Linked DNA regions of Mus musculus: region 1 is linked to region 2. The links are chromatin contacts, called in public promoter capture Hi-C maps. All regions are on one chromosome and are shown on one strand. Each heading gives the region's core, a stretch centred on a gene start, on an enhancer-like site or on the middle of the called end of the contact. The rest is flanking DNA. Distances are from core to core; before and after follow the strand shown.

Region 1 (3,221 bases), core at 376-2,875, 52 kb before region 2:
TGGCCACCATCAGGCTATAAGTAAGAATTTTTAAAGGTACATTTTAGGTCATGATTTTTTTTGATATTTAGAAGGTGGCCTAATGCTGCCCGCTATCAGAAACACAGCTGAAAACTATAAACGGATGACTGCCCAGAAATTTTAGTTTAGATGAGTCAGCAAAACTTCACGTCTCACCAATGAAAAGCTTAACGCACACATCTATGAATGCATAATGATAATAATAGCTTCAGAATCAGTGATCTTCCAGTCAGTGCTGTATCAAATTTGGCCTGGAAATTAAAGTATAAAGAAGATACAGGCCCAGCCTCACAGCTGTAATCCCAGCAGCTGGGAGTCTGAGGCAAAAGAACTTTACTTCAAAGGCTAACTGGGGTTACACAATAGGTCACAAGCCAGCCTAGGTTACTGATAAAGACTAAGACCACCCCCAAGGGGGGAGTCTGGGGGGGGGGGTGGAATGCAAAGTCCATAACCCTGAAATACTTATTCACAGGACTCCCAAACCACCTTAACTCAAAAATACGAGAATGTGGAGGCAGTTTGACCACTAGGAATCAGCATCCCTGAACAATTTCTAAAAACAAAAAACCGAAACTCTCTTCCCCCAAGCACAAAACCAGAATTAGAAGGTTTATGAACATTTTTTTTTCAAGCCGGAACATTTCTCAATGGGAAACAAAAATTCCAACAAAGGACAGACAACTTAAATTTAAAAAGAAAAAAAAAATCACAGTTATTCATTACTTTTCAAACCAAACATCTTCAACTCCGCAGTATCGCTGACCTCGCTCATGGTAGAGTACTGCCGGCAGTGTGTTCTCTCTTGCTTCAATAAATACGGAGAAATTATATACAGTAGTCTGCTGAGCTGATCGAGAATAAATATTACAGTTTTGCCTTACAACAAAATGAACTATAAATAATAATAATAAAATTACTGGGAGAAGGGCTTGCATGCCTTAGCAAGGGGCCAAGACTAACCCACTCCCTAAAAAAAAAAAAAAATAGAATCATCTTGGATGAATTAGGAGACGAAGACCCTCTAGTGCACCTCTATCCTAGGCTCTGGTTTAATTCAAAACCAAACTCGTATTTCTTTGCCTCTCTTTGCCTTTTCTAGTCCGGTTTCCTCTCAAATTCCGAAATTGTCCTTCTACCCTTTAAGTCCCATGATGGCACTTGCGTCCTGACACAATGCAGAAGACTTTACACATGCCCATCTCGCCGTACTTCACATTTCAATCGACCCATTATTTCATTCTTTCCGATCCCGCACGTAGTTTCTGAAATCTAGGACCGCACACACGCTCTCGCCAGAGTCCCCCTCACTCCATTGTTTCTCCGGCCTATCCTCTGGAAACTCCCCAACTCGGACCCGTGTGCTTCGCTCGCCCCTTTAACCCCAGAAACCCGCGGCCCTCTCCACACTGCGGGAACCAAAGGGCTCCCGGTCCCCCTCCTCTCGGTACCCCAACCCCCAACAACTGCCCCTTCCCTCTTTCCCCTTCCTCGAGCCCTCCCTCCACCTCCGGCCCCTCTCGCCCCCGCCACCCACTTCACCCAACACCCCCAGCCTTACCTAGCCCGGGCTCCCTGCAGCCGCCGCGTCCCCCCAGTTCCGGGCTCTGCGTTCCGGACGCTCCCGGGTCTGGGATGAGGAAAGAAGAGCCTCCGCCTCCTCCTCGCCCTCGTCCTCGGGAGCCGCCGCCGTCGCTGCCGCGCTCCTCCCCCAGCTCGCCCGAGGCCCGACGCCGAGCCGCCCCGCCCCCACCGCCGCCTTCCCCGCGTCCCTCGTCCGCCGGGCGGCCGGCAGAGCCTCGCAGGCGCGGCTGGGGCCGGAGTGCCCGCGGATCCACAGCGACCCTCGTCCGCCCGCACTCGCGCCGCCGCTCGCCCCTCTCGCCCCGCCTCGGAGCCCGCGCGTGCGCGCGCGCTCGTACTCGTGCATGCGCCCCCCGCCAGCCGGAGCGCAGGGCGCGCGCTCGCGCCGGCGCGACCCCGATGCGCCGCACGCGGGAGACCGGAGCCGAGGGGACCGGGGCGCGCGGCCGGGTTACCGCTCCTCTCAGGCGCTCTCCCTTCGCGCGGGGTTCGCGCGCCTGAGTTGCGGGAGACGGGGAATTAATTCACTGAGGGGTTGAAGGAGCGGGTCAGGGGCCAAACGGGAAGGAACGGCGGCGAGACGAGCAGGGCGCGTACTCGCGTCCGCGTGCGGGAAAGGCGACCTAAAGCGGCCGGGCTAGGAGTGGGCGCCAGCGTGCCCCTAAGTGACGAGCCGAGCGGGAACTGACGGAAAGAGCCGAAACTCACCGGAGGTGGCCGAAGATTCCCAATGGGATCCTAGAGCCTTTCGCTCCAGGTCTGCAGGCACGTCCGCCCTCTCTAGCAGGGAACAATTCAGCCGCTCACTCCCTTTAACTTTGCCCGCCTCCGGACCTACCTTCTGCTCCTAAAGGTTATTTCAGAGCCACCTGGCCACCCAGCCTGATGGGAGAGGTTCTGGAGAGAGGATGTGCGAGCGAACGACCTCACACTTCCTGCATCCCTCTACGTGGCTGTGATTAGGAAGGGCTGTTGTCGAATCTTTCTGTTAAATACCTAACTTCGTAATCAGGGCTCGAAATCTCCAGCCTCTCCAGAGCCAGATCATCGCTAGTATTGATGTATCTTTTGAGTTAGTGTCTTACCGGTTCTGATCAGGAGAGAGAGGTTAGGAAGGGCATGTCCAACCACATTCAAGCCAAGGAACTTAAATATGAGACCTGTTTTGGCGGTTATTTTTAAAATCTAAATAGTGAACTTTGTGGAAGACAATCATGTCACAATATCAAAAGGTTGGATACGCCTGGTAGAGGCTGAGTTTTCGACTAAATCATCACTGAAAATATTCATCACCATCTACTTCTCACTTCCTTTGAAGCCAAGCAAAGGGGCTTTGAATAGTCAGAACCACCTCAAGTGCGTGCTTATAGATGTGTGCTACAGGCAGAGCACAGTATATCCATATGTTTTATCACTCCAGTCTTAGATCATATAATTGACCATGGGACAGTATGTGTCTGCCAAGTCAGATGTCTTCATCGGATCCTTGTTCTTTTTGCTGTGCACTGTTTTTATTTTTGTTTATTGTGACAAGATCTGGCCATGTAGCTCTCTGCTGGCCTCCAACTCTGGAACTTCCTGCCTCAGCCTCCTGATCACTAGGAAATCCGAGGCTT
Region 2 (2,820 bases), core at 247-2,746:
TTCCAGGACAGCAAGGGCTACACAGAGAAACCCTGTCTCAAAAAAAAAAAAATAGATCTTTAAAATATATATTTATGGGCTGGTGAGATGGCTCAGTGGTTAAGAGCACCCGACTGCTCTTCCGAAGGTCCGGAGTTCAAATCCCAGCAACCACATGGTAGCTCACAACCATCTGGAACAAGATCTGACTCCCTCTTCTGGAGTGTCTGAAGACAGCTACAGTGTACTTACATATAATAAATAAATAAATCTTTAATATATATATATATTTATTGTTGAAAAGGAAGAATTAAAGCTGAAGTATGGACAGATTATAAAGACTCAGCATAACAATGAGCAAATGACTGTGACTGTCTTGCCCAGGGTTGCTAAAAAGGCCCAGAAGATGTCTTTTTTTTTTTAGATACAATATAATTGTTTAGGCCTGGAGTTCAATAGGTAAAAGGTGTCCAATTCACAGAGACCACTTGCCTCTGCCTCCTAAAGTGCTGGGATTAGAGGCATGAACCACCATGCCAGGCAAAAGATGGCATTTTGCTGAAAGTGATGGTTTCTCAGAGCAAAGAGGTTTCTGGACAAAACCCAGGTCTCTTGCAGTATGCAAGACCTCCACTTTGGGTCTCCCATTCTCACTCAGCCAAGTAGGCTGCCCCCAGGTCTGGAACAGGTACCTGTCTGGGGATGGGTCACAAGCCCCACATTTGATCCCCCAGAGCTAGGCTTGAGTTCCTCCAGAGGGTTCCGCAGGGTCTTCAAGCTTGGTGATTTTTCAGTCTGGTGCAAGGTTTTCGATCTGAGGCCTGCCGTGTCAGTGAGTGGACGTTGACGTTGAGTACTGCGCGGTGGTTTCTGTGCTGGTGTCTAGGGGGAAGGGGGAAAAAGCTGGGATTCAGTGCGGGGGTGGGGTGGGGATGGGGGGTGGGGGTGCATTGCTGACTCGAGGTGCCTCCTTGTGTCCAGCCCCTCCTACCCTCGGATCTTGGTTCTCCTGGTCCAGAGAGCGCGACTTGACTGAGGAAAAATCTTGGCATCTTTGGGAGAGTACTGGAATCTTGCTAGGGTTGGGAGATACACCTCGGAGATGGGGATCCTTATTGGTTTGGAGGGTAGTCATGGCGGCTATAATGGAGATGAGAGAAGAAGGTAGACAGGACTGAGGACCAAAGCAAATCACTTCTCAAAGCATGGGTGCTGATATCCCTGATTCTTTCCCCTTGGTCCCAATCCATGTGCCTAGAAGCCCGCACCGGCAGCAAGGCCGCTCTCCTGGCAACTCTTCCAGAAACCCTAAGTCTGCTATCTCGCCCCGGAGCTCCAAACTGCTCTCCTCCCTAGGAACCTCGGCAGGACTCCCCTCTAAGATCCTCGTGCCGCACCATTCCAGGAGGCCCTCCGGGTCACCTCTACTTCCTCGGGTTTTTCGCCGATTTCTTGGGTTTCTGCTTCTGCTTCTGCTTGCGGCTGCTGCTGCTTCCCCGGTTTGTAAAATACGCCAAGCTCCTGATTGGCTGGTACCCGGTGACTCGGAGGGTCGTGACGTCACACGGAGCCACCCAATCCGCAGGCTCCGAAGGCGGGGCCAGAGAAGGACTAGTCGCCGAAACGTTTTCTTGATGGGAGAACAACTGACCAGCTCTCTCGGCCAATCCGAGGACGGAGCGCGAGTGGCAGGATGGGGGCGGAAAGCCAGGGAGGATGCTGTTCTGAAGCCCGGGAAGGCCAGTCTGGACTGCAACGGGCATTACCGTACTCTCGCGAGAGCTGGAGCCAACCGAGGGCTGGCCCCTCATGAAGACCGCGGAATTGTGGGAAAGATTGGCCATCGAGACCACTGTTGACCACACTCTGAACGTAGTGCACGGCCGGGTTTTGGGAACCATGGGCACTTCTTGCAGGAGATAGGAGCCTAATGGGTGAGAGGGCTGGAGGTACCTGAACTGTTGGAGCCCAACGAGAACGAGGAGCCAAGAAATCCTGTGTCCACTCGGACCTCACACCCTGGTGGGATGTGGTCAGGCCCAGGGTGGCTGGAGCTCTGTTAATCAGAATTGAAGGGCTCCTCCTGGGTGGGGAGATCTCTGCATCTTCAGGTTTCCTTCCACCGGTCTGGATGAGAGGGCTCACCTGCTCCTTACTGGCAGGCAACTGTGAGGCTGCCAGATGATGGAGATGGGGGTGGGCAATGTCTCACCCCACCCCACCTGAGAGTGGCCTCAAACTCGCAGCTTCCTGCTTCAGGAAGCTCGGATTGCACACTCCCTGCATAGTTTAAAGGGTGCTGACCAGCAAGCCAGGAACATAGGCGTGCTTCCGGATCTCCCCTTCCATATGCCACTTCTTTTCACACCTACGGATTTTATACCTTTGAGCATCTATTCAGCTGTTTAGCCAGATGAAACAGAGCACACAGAGACAGTCAGCTTGGTTTTATTTTATTTTTTTAAAAGATTTATTTATTATTATTCATTAGTACACTGTAGCTGTCTTCAGATGCACCAGAAGAGGGCGTCAGATCTCATTACGGATGGTTGTGAGCCACCATGTGGTTGCTGGGATTTGAACTCAGGACGTTTGGAAGAGCAGTCAGTGCTCTTAACCGCTGAGCCATCTCGCCAGCCCTCAGCTTGGTTTTAAAAGCGATTGTCTTCCAAATAATTTCCTTGCCCAACCCCTTGAGTCGTTTTATTTTAAATATATATGCTTTTAGTTAAACAATTTATTTTTATTATATGTAAGTACACTGTAGCTGTCTTCAGACACTCCAGAAGAGGGAGTCAGATCTCATTAAGGATGGTTGTGAGCCACCATGTGGTTGCTGGG

What was found. Capture Hi-C pulls out chosen DNA fragments and counts their contacts.
Region 1: a promoter capture Hi-C map of adipose tissue shows a contact between it and region 2. The contact joins the promoter of Spats2 here to the promoter of Troap in region 2. A contact is called at or near these places in 6 of 39 promoter capture datasets (the HPC-7 cell line, liver, macrophages and 2 more), 3 of 15 datasets of contacts at CTCF or cohesin (CD8 T cells, the NIH/3T3 cell line and liver), 7 of 484 Hi-C or Micro-C datasets (the HL-1 cell line, embryonic stem cells, liver and 2 more), 16 of 115 datasets of contacts at active chromatin or transcription factors (the 230-238 cell line, the SCID.adh cell line, T-cell acute lymphoblastic leukemia and 10 more) and 4 of 9 other capture datasets (adipose tissue, liver, macrophages and 1 more).

What each region holds. Positions count from the first base shown.
Region 1 is chr15:99,125,249-99,128,469 of GRCm38.p6, reverse strand. Spats2 (spermatogenesis associated, serine-rich 2) reads right to left here and starts at 1,625. Exons shown (of 13, transcript NM_139140.1): 1 at 1,583-1,625.
Region 2 is chr15:99,073,649-99,076,468 of GRCm38.p6, reverse strand. Troap (trophinin associated protein) reads right to left here and starts at 1,496. Exons shown (of 14, transcript NM_030159.1): 1 at 1,377-1,496; 2 at 971-1,119; 3 at 672-861. The coding sequence starts at 1,114. It overlaps Gm34284 (predicted gene, 34284), which reads left to right and starts at 1,800. Exons shown (of 3, transcript NR_155351.1): 1 at 1,800-1,913.